Linked DNA regions of Pan troglodytes: region 2 is linked to region 1. A link is a contact called in public HiChIP or PLAC-seq data. All regions are on one chromosome and are shown on one strand. Each heading gives the region's core, a stretch centred on a gene start, on an enhancer-like site or on the middle of the called end of the contact. The rest is flanking DNA. Distances are from core to core; before and after follow the strand shown.

Region 1 (4,605 bases), core at 1,062-3,561:
TATAAACAGTGGACAAAACAGTTGAAAATCTTTGCCTGCATAGAGCTTATATTCCAGAATTTTACACTGAATAAAGAAATACTTAGGCTTCCAGATTTAAAAAAAATAAAGAAAACACATCTAGTTGGTTTTATACTGCTCCAAGACAATATTCATCGTGAGAAAACAATGAAACAATGTTGACTAAGGGAAAATGTGACATCCAAGTAAAATTATGCCTATCCATCCTTTTACCAGAACAGATGCCTGGAATGATATACACCAAATGCTAACCCAAGTTAATTCTAGGTGGCCAGTTTGAGGTCATATCTTACTTTGTTAACTGTATTGCTGAATATTGGCCAGGAATCATTTTTCTAAAAATAGTGATTTTACTCTTGATAGTTACTATTCTTTTTTTTTTTCTTTTTGAGATGGAGTCTCACTTTGTTGCCCAGGCTGGAGTGCAATGGCGTGATCTTGGCTCACTGCAACCTCTGCCTCCCAGGTTCAAGTGATTCTCCTGCGTCAGCCTCCTGAGTAGCTCCTGCCTCAGCCTCCTGAGTAGCTGGGATTACAGGCGCGCGCCACCACGCCCGGCTAATTTTTATATTTTCAGTAGAGACAGGGTTTCACCATGTTGATCAGGTTGGATAGTTATTACTCTTGATAAAAACAAAAGGAAAAGAAACATGGCAGTGTGCATGATAGTAATCAAAGAATGAATCAAAAAAGGAAGAATGGTAAATTTTTTTTTAAGTTTCACAAAATGAACAACCTTACTACATGAGATGAATTTAGATATATCCTATTCTATTCCATTTTTTTTTTTTTTTTTTGAGATGGAGTCTCACTCACTCTATCGCCAGGTTGGACTACAGTGGCGCGACCTCGGCTCACTGCAACCTCCGCCTCCCAGGTTAAAGCGATTCTCCTGCCTCAGCCTCCCAAGTAGCTGGGACTACAGGCGTGTGAAACCACACCCAGTAATTTTTGTATTTTTACTAGAGACAGGGTTTCACCATGTTGGCCAGGATAGTCTTGATCTCTTGATCTAATGATCCACCCGCCTCAGCCTCCCAAAGTGCTGTTTTGCTCCACTAAATTGATTTCAAGGCCTACTCATTGGTTATTATTTGTGGCTTAAAAAACATATATGAGACTATAGTACATTGAAGGCAGGAATGTCTTTCAACCACAAATTGCCAAAGAATGCCCAATACTTAATAGGTAATTAATTAATTAGTGTTTCCTCATAAACAACTGAATGACTGAATGTTTTCCTCAATAGAACTGAGAGCAACTTGAGAGCAGTTGAGAGCAGGGCTCGTATTTTTTAAATTTTGAGTCTCAGGGCATAGCACAGGGCCAGACATAAAGCCAGTCCTCAATAAATATTTATTAAATTGAAATGAGGCCTATTAGCCAGCAGCACAATTTAACACAGCACTTCACAAACAGGTTTTATAACAAATTAAACATTTGCCTTGGTTCTTGGTAACAAAAATATTCAAATTAGGGGTTTTAATTATAACAACTTGTATTTGCCCACAAAAACATGATGTTCCCTGGAACAACCTCCCACATCACAGATGTAAAGACTTTTCTTCTCCCAGGAATTCAAACTTGAGGCTACATGTGCTAGGAAGGGGACAAACCACACTAACAGGTACCTCTCTTGCCTCCCAACCCCCAACCTCAAAACTTCCATATTTTTCTTCAGCAAAGGAATTTCAAAATTGTCAGATTACAATTAATTTTTAAATGAGTTCATTTTCTCCTTCTCAAACTGTATTGTCTAATGGTGTCAGAAGAGCTCGGATAAGGTCTGTATGACCTTATTGCTACAATCCTAATGATGTGTGTTAAAAAATGAAATCTCTGAAGACATCACAGAGCTGTTGTAGATTTCAAATGAGAAATGTCTCTGAAAAGTATCAGAAAATATGGGCTTCCTTTATAATGATCTATAATCCAGTTTTCACAGGGAGAGAAAAAAAATCAGCAAAACCCTAACCCTGAACAAATCTCACTTTTTAAAAGAAAGATACCTTACTTGAGGGAACCACCATACTAATTCTTTGTATTCCTATTTGGAACTACTGCTGCCCATATTTTTTGAAAAACAACACCATGGCTGTCTATTCTATCAAATCAAAACAAGTTTTTTCACAGTTGACATATTAATTTTTCTACCTGGCTAAAGAAAATGTGCTTTTTAGTTTACTTATAACAATTTTGTAATTTAGATGTGGGGAGGGCTTGTCTTGGATATTATTGCTTCTTTTTGTTTTTGTTTCTCTTCTTCCTAGCTGTTTTCACTTCCTAGCTATTTCCACTATGGGTGCAATGGAGACGGTGACAGGAGTGTGGGCCAGAGAGAGGGGGAAGCCAGTGTGAGACGGACCTCTCCCAGCTATACATCTGGGAAGGCGAGTCTATAAACAGCTGGGGTTTTGTTTTTGTTTCATTTTTATGATAAGTTGTTTGTGTTAGTGTTTAATTCCATAACTAACACATAGATGGACTTTCCTCACAACAAAGGACGTCAAAGGTCAGTGCTCGCTCGGCCTGATCCCCTCTCACTCCTTAAGGGGGGGACGGGCGCCGTATCCTTCCCTACCTCTTTCTACCTATTTACACACAAGTTGGAAACTTGCAGAACTGTGAAAACTTCGAAAATCACGTCTCTTCCCTATTCCCCTACACACATCAGGGCTTCATCTGACAGTGGAATACGACCCGGGCCCCGGTGCTCACTCCCGGCGTTGCCCTTCGCTCCGGGACCTGGTCGTCCTCTCTCTCTGCGCCCCAAAACGCCCTGTCCTAGCTCCCTGAGCCCCAGGGACGCCGGGTCCTCTCTTTGTGCCCCAAGACTTCCTGCCCTTTCTCTTGCGCCCCGAGACGTCCTGTCCTCTCTCTCGCTCCCCGGGTTGCTCTGTGCTCTCTTAGCGCTCCAGAACGCCCTGTCCTCTCTCTTTGAGCCCCGGGACACCCTGTCCTCGCTCCCCGAGCCCCCGGGACGCCCTGTCCTCTCTCTGCGCCTCGGGATGCCCTGTCCTCGCTCCCCGAACCCCCGGGACGCCCTGTCCTCTCTCTTTGCGCCCCAGGATGCCTTGTCCTCGCTCCCCGAGCCCCCGTGACGCCCTGTCCTCTCTCTTTGCGCGTCGGGACGCCCTGTCCTCGCTCCCCGCGCCCCCGGCCGCCTTACCCGCCGAGGAGCGAGGCCACAGGGCAGCCGGGACCCCAGAGTAAAGAAAACCCTGGCCGGTAGCTTCATGTTGAGTCTCCAGAACTCGGGCCGGAAGGCGGCGCAGGCGGTTGGGCGCAGGGGGCGGGACAAAAAGAACAAAGTTCTCGGGGCTGGAAACGCTGCCTAGGCCGCCGGGGGATGGGACGGGGACTGGGACCCAGGCGGCGTGGACGCCCAGCGGCCCTGACCTTCAGGGTCCGGCCGAGGGCGCCGCCTAGCTGGGCCTAGCTGATGCTCTTTCCTGCTCTCTGGGCCAGGAGTGCTTTGTATGGCAGAGAATGGAGGTTCTTTGCGTACTTGAGCGGGTGGACGAAACCCCTCGCCCTGCAAGGGTTTGCAGATTGCAGCTGCGCGCCCCATACACTGCCTACCAAGGGCGAAACTCTTTTTCAGTCGTATATGTTTATCCCTTAAGTGCGTGTTTAAGTGCAGAGTGCGCGTGGCGCCAAGTCACATATTATCAGAATAATAATATGTTGGATGTAAAACACGGCCTCACTTTCCCTAAGACCAAGAGGCTGAAAAACACTAAGGGCAGCTTCCGGCGTTTTGACTTTTCGCAGGACACACCGCCCCCTGTCGCCGGATGCAGCGTGACTGCGACCGTCCAGCCTTGGCTTTTTTCTCGAAGTTATACACACGTTAAAGGCAAACGCAGCTTCAGTATATCATTCTCCATCTTAGTGTAATATACCTGTTGACACAAGGCATTAGCTCAGATCACATTTCTTTCCTCATTCGTAAAATGAGAATATTCATAGCTAATTCAGAATTTTAGATAAAAGAAGATGGGTGTGAGGCCCCAGGCTGAGGCTGATGGTAGATGATATTGAGTGTTTACTATTTGCCTGGCATGTTCCAAATGCTGATAAAGAAACATTTATATCTTCAGATGAATGTACACTTACATTTAGACATATAGCTTATAAGGTATATAAACTCTGAAAAACTTTGTAATTTTGAGTTGGTCTGGTGATAATTTCCAGGCCTTCTGCCTGTAACTGGTTACAGAAATAAAAACTTTCTTCATCCCCAGTTCATCGACATCTCATTATTGGCAGCAAGAAATAGCAGCCTGACCCTCAGTTTGGTCCGGGAACAAAACTACCACAGATTGGGTGGCTTAAATGGAAATTTGTTTTCTCACAATTCTGGAGGCCACAAGTCAGCAGAGTTGGTTTCTTGTGGAGCCACTGTGGGACCATCTTCTCCCTGTGTCTTTACATGATCCTCCTGTGTACCTTTCCATATCTAAATTGCCTCTTCTTATGAGGACACCAGTCGTGTTGGATTAAGGCCCACCCTCAATGACCTAATTTAACTGGAATTACCTCCCTAAAGACTCTATCTCCAAATATAGCCACATTCTGACA
Region 2 (4,605 bases), core at 1,168-3,667, 630 kb before region 1:
AGGGCATACAATCCTCCTATATTCCTGTAAGAGAACAGGAAATATTTGGCACACCTATCACCACGCAATCATTCATAACCATGGTCTTAATTGCTGCCCATATACCAATGTCAAAATTTCTAGGAGAGATGCCCCACTTAATTCCATATCTATATTTTCAACCACCTACTGGAATACCACGTTTGGATGTTATCATAGGCACCTCAAGTCTCATGCATCAAGAGTGAAGGCTATCTTTCTTACAGACTTGCTGTAGTCGCTTTCTTGGTCAATGGTCCCATTATCTATTACTTTAAATAAGAAATCCAGGTGTTATCCTTGACCTCTCCCTCTCTTCTGAAAACAAATCAGTTGCCCAGCTCCTCTTTAAACTTATCCCCATTCAACTAACACCAGGACCATTATCCTACTTCACTGATCCTCACAGCTTCTTGCCTATGCAATTTTGTCCGGTTTTCCTGCTTTCATTTCCCCTACAAATGGCAATCATTTGTGTATGCAACAAACATTTAAAGAGGGCTCATTGCTCCTTAGATTAAATAAGTAACAGGCCCATCTTGAAGAAACTCAAAGCTTAAAGAGGGAGACAGTGATGTAAACAAAAAATTACAATACAATGGGACAAATGTGATCATGGCCATACAGAAAGTAGCCTGGGAAAGGAAAGGAAATACCAAATTGAGGGTGATGGTGAAGGGAAGGTAGTGCAGGACTGATATGGTTTGGATTTGTGTCCCTGCCCAAATCTCATGTCAAACTGTATGTAATCCCCATTGTTGGAGGAGAGGCCTGGTGGGAGGTGATTGGATCATGGAAATGGAGTTCTCATGAATGGTTTAGCACCATCCCTCCTTGGTACTGTTTTACGGAAGTAAAACTTTAGGTAAATGCTGTGGCGGCAGTTAGAGCTGCTCCTCCGTGTGAGTCACAAGGCTTGGAAAAGGGAGTTGAAGGATGTAGCACTTGCCTGGCACCTAGTAGGGACTCTACCTGACTCAGCCCAACCAGGGTGGATAGGAGGGAATGGCATGGAGGAGCCTGATCAGCCAGCAAGCAGGAGCCTGATCAGCAACGACCTAAGGTGTCCTGGTCCGTTATCTGGCAGGCAACTGGGTGGAAGGTCATCCACTGAGATATGAAACCCAGAAGGAAGAGTCGGTCTATGGGGGATCACACTTTTAATGAGGGATACCATCACACAGTTGACATTTACTGACGACTGATTTCAGGCATAGTGCTAATCACCTTACTTTACTATTTTGTTTAATCCTCACAACACTCTTACGAAGCTAAGTTGTACCATTATCTCCATTTTGCAATTTAAAAAGAAACAATGAGATTCAGGGACTGATTGTTTGACCAGTTACTAAACGTGATTTGCACCAGAGCCCAAGTTGATCATTTATCTACCAAGCTCTGCTGAGTTTGAGCTGCCTGCAGGAATTCCACCTGATTGTATCCACAGGCCGGACCACAAGCTGGGAAGTGTGGGCAGAGACATTCACTTAGGGGTCACCTCTTATGGGGGGCACGGCAGGATCAAAGCTGTTGGGCCTGGATGAGATGGCTCAGGAAACTCTGAAAAGGAAGAAGGCAAGAGGACCTGGGGAACACTAACCTTAAACAGGCGGAAAGAGGAAAAGAAACCAGCGAATGAGTTTGAGAAGCTGCCCTCTGAGAAAGCGAACTCTTAAAAATGTCCTTCAGTGAATCTTTTTCAAATGCCCCTAGACCAATGCCTGGCACTCGATAAAGGACCTCTGGAGTCAGAAGGGGTTCTGTCAAGGGGGTGGGGGGACTTTATGCCTAATTTTTGCAGCTCCTAAAGGACCAAGCCATATGAAACCCACGGGGAGACCTCGATACCTGGGAGGCAAGTCTGAGACAAGAATAGGGTCAAGGACCATAGCCAAACCCTCCTCAGAACACAAGAACTCTTTCCCCAATTCGACAGGGCAGCGGCGGATGTGAGCGCCACTCACAGCTGCCCGCTCTGATAAGAGGTTACTGCGGAAACGACCAGGAGGGAACGGGCGAGGATCCAAGCCGCTCCTGGACTGGGGTCGCCTCGGTCCGAGAGGGGGAGCGCGCGCCCTGACACGCAGGCATGCGCGCGCCTGTGGGAAGTCGGGGAGCGCGCCTGGGCCCCTGCCCGTCGCCCGGCTCTCCCCTCGTTGCAGCTTCGCTCTTCCTACAGCTCCTTCTCCCCTCCCAGCGGTTTCCCTCCGCAGCTGTGGGCCTCCACTGGCCCACGCGGACGCCCCGCGACCCCCGCAGCCTGGCGGGCAGCGCGTCACGGGAGCGGACCAGAACACAGCCCGCTCCGCCCCATCGCCCGCGGCCCCGCCCCCTCTGGCCGACAAGGGGCGGGCACCACCGGAGTGGGCTCCGTGGGTGCTGGGGCCGGAGTTTCCTCACTCCCCGCCTGGCCGTCGCTCCTCCGCTGACTCCGCGCCCTTCTACGGGCCGTCTCCCACCCCTGAGCGGACGCAGGGAGTCGAGGCCGGGCGAACCGGGCGCCATGAAGGGCAGCTGCCTAACGGGCGCCGCGGCGGAGGGGCTGGCCGGCTGAGGGCCCGCGCTGGGCCGAGGCATGCGGAGCCCGGGCGGGATCCTGCTCCAGGCGCTGCCCCGGCTGCTGCAGCACGCCGCCCTCCCGGGCCTCGCCGAGCCGCCGGCCCGCTGGGCCCTGCCGCGGGGTGCGGGCGGGGACGGCCCGGCGGACCGCCTTCCCCGCGGGGGCGGGGCGAGCGCGGCGGCGGCAGCAGCGGCGGCCTCGGGCGCCCTGCTCGGCGCCTATCTGGAGCGCCACGGTCCGCCCGAGGCTTCGGAGCTGCCGGAGCCGGGCGGGGCCTTGGCGGGCGGCCCCGGGAGTGGCGGCGGCGGCTTGGTGGTCGGCGTGGCCGAGGTGAGAAACTGGCGCTGCTGCTGCCTCGGCAGCACCTGTTGGTGCCGGAGCCTCGTGCTGCTCTGCGTGTTGGCCGCCCTGTGCTTCGCTTCCCTGGCCCTGGTCCGCCGCTACCTTCAGCACCTCCTGCTGTGGGTGGAGAGCCTTGACTCGCTGCTGGGGGTCCTGCTCTTCGTCGTGGGCTTCATCGTGGTCTCTTTCCCCTGCGGCTGGGGCTACATCGTGCTCAACGTGGCCGCTGGCTACCTGTACGGCTTCGTGCTGGGCATGGGTCTGATGATGGTGGGCGTCCTCATCGGCACCTTCATCGCCCATGTGGTCTGCAAGCGGCTCCTCACCGCCTGGGTGGCCGCCAGGATCCAGAGCAGCGAGAAGCTGAGCGCGGTTATTCGCGTAGTGGAGGGAGGAAGCGGCCTGAAAGTGGTGGCGCTGGCCAGACTGACACCCATACCTTTTGGGCTTCAGAATGCAGTGTTTTCGGTAAGTGGGGTCCCGCTGGCCTATCCCTCTCCAAGTCTGTTGTTGAGCGGTCTTGTGGCGGCCCTAGGAGGGCGCTCTATCAGATAAATACCAGCAGAGAAGTGACATTGACGGCAGGAGTTACGATTACTTTCCATCGCAGCCTGGAAATCTGTCATACACATAAAACATACCTAACGCGGAGCCTCCAAAGAGAGTTTGTTAGATAAAAAACTAATGTTTCTTTTCGGGATGGGAATGTAATTAAAAATGAAAAGCCCTCTTAACAATAGGCATGCAGGGACATGAATGGAAATGCCCATCTTTAATACTTGTCATCTTTTGTAGCAGCTTTGGCAACATTTAGGGAGGAAAGCTTTCTGTCTTGCTTGCATAAATACATCCAGGGTTTTGATTCAAGTTTTTAGCGACATGGACCAAAGGAAGTGTTTCAGTAAACAGTGGAGGAGCTAGTTGCAGACTCCGGATTTTGGAGTTTCCTAGATTTGAAATGGGCTTTTTCTTCTTCAAGTAATTGTGCTTTAATGCGATGTAAAGAAGAAAATCCTACTGTTTATCTTTCTTTCTTTGGAAGAACTTCATTTCGAAATCACGGGGTGGTGAATAAAACAGATAATCTTTTGCTCAGGTAGCATATATTTTTCTTCTGTATATGCACCATTATAGACTCTTTTCTGTCCTTGTATTCATATGTTTTGCTTACTCAAGTTTCTGTAGCTAGTGTGCATCTCCATGCAACTGATTTAGGATAGAAACACTGCTAGTGAAGAGATCATCTTATTGGAAGAAAGGAATCTGGTCTTTACAAACTTTGTGACTTTGGATCAAGTTACTGACCCTGTCTGGCTTCACTTTTCTCTTTTCTAAAGTGAAGGACTTAAAAAAGTAGATTACCACATTTTCTTATACACCATGGAATACTATGCAGCCATAAAAAATGATGAGTTCATGTCCTTTGTAGGGACATGGATGAAACTGGAAACCATCATTCTCAGTAAACTATCGCAAGAACAAAAAACCAAACACCACATATTCACACTCATAGGTGGGAATTGAACAATGAGATCACATGGACACAGGAAGGGGAATATCACACTCTGGGGACTGTGGTGGGGAGGGGGGAGGGGGGAGGGACAGCATTGGGAGATATACCTAATGCTAGATGACGAGTTAGTGGGTGCAGCGCACCAGCATGGCACATGTATACATATGTAACT

The links. HiChIP or PLAC-seq counts read pairs in DNA pulled down with a chosen protein or histone mark.
Region 2: a contact with region 1 is called in an H3K4me3 HiChIP or PLAC-seq map of stem cell-derived excitatory neurons, with 11 times the contacts expected there. The contact joins the promoter of TMEM64 here to the promoter of NBN in region 1. A contact is called at or near these places in 1 of 7 Hi-C or Micro-C datasets (stem cell-derived neural progenitor cells) and 1 of 1 datasets of contacts at active chromatin or transcription factors (stem cell-derived excitatory neurons).

The regions. Positions count from the first base shown.
Region 1 is chr7:100,258,729-100,263,333 of NHGRI_mPanTro3-v2.0_pri, reverse strand. NBN (nibrin) reads left to right here and starts at 2,311. Exons shown (of 17, transcript XM_063816403.1): 1 at 2,311-2,533. It overlaps DECR1 (2,4-dienoyl-CoA reductase 1), which reads right to left and starts at 3,496. Exons shown (of 10, transcript XM_001138969.4): 1 at 3,191-3,496. The coding sequence starts at 3,259.
Region 2 is chr7:100,885,852-100,890,456 of NHGRI_mPanTro3-v2.0_pri, reverse strand. TMEM64 (transmembrane protein 64) reads left to right here and starts at 2,417. Exons shown (of 3, transcript XM_528186.9): 1 at 2,417-3,388. The coding sequence starts at 2,594.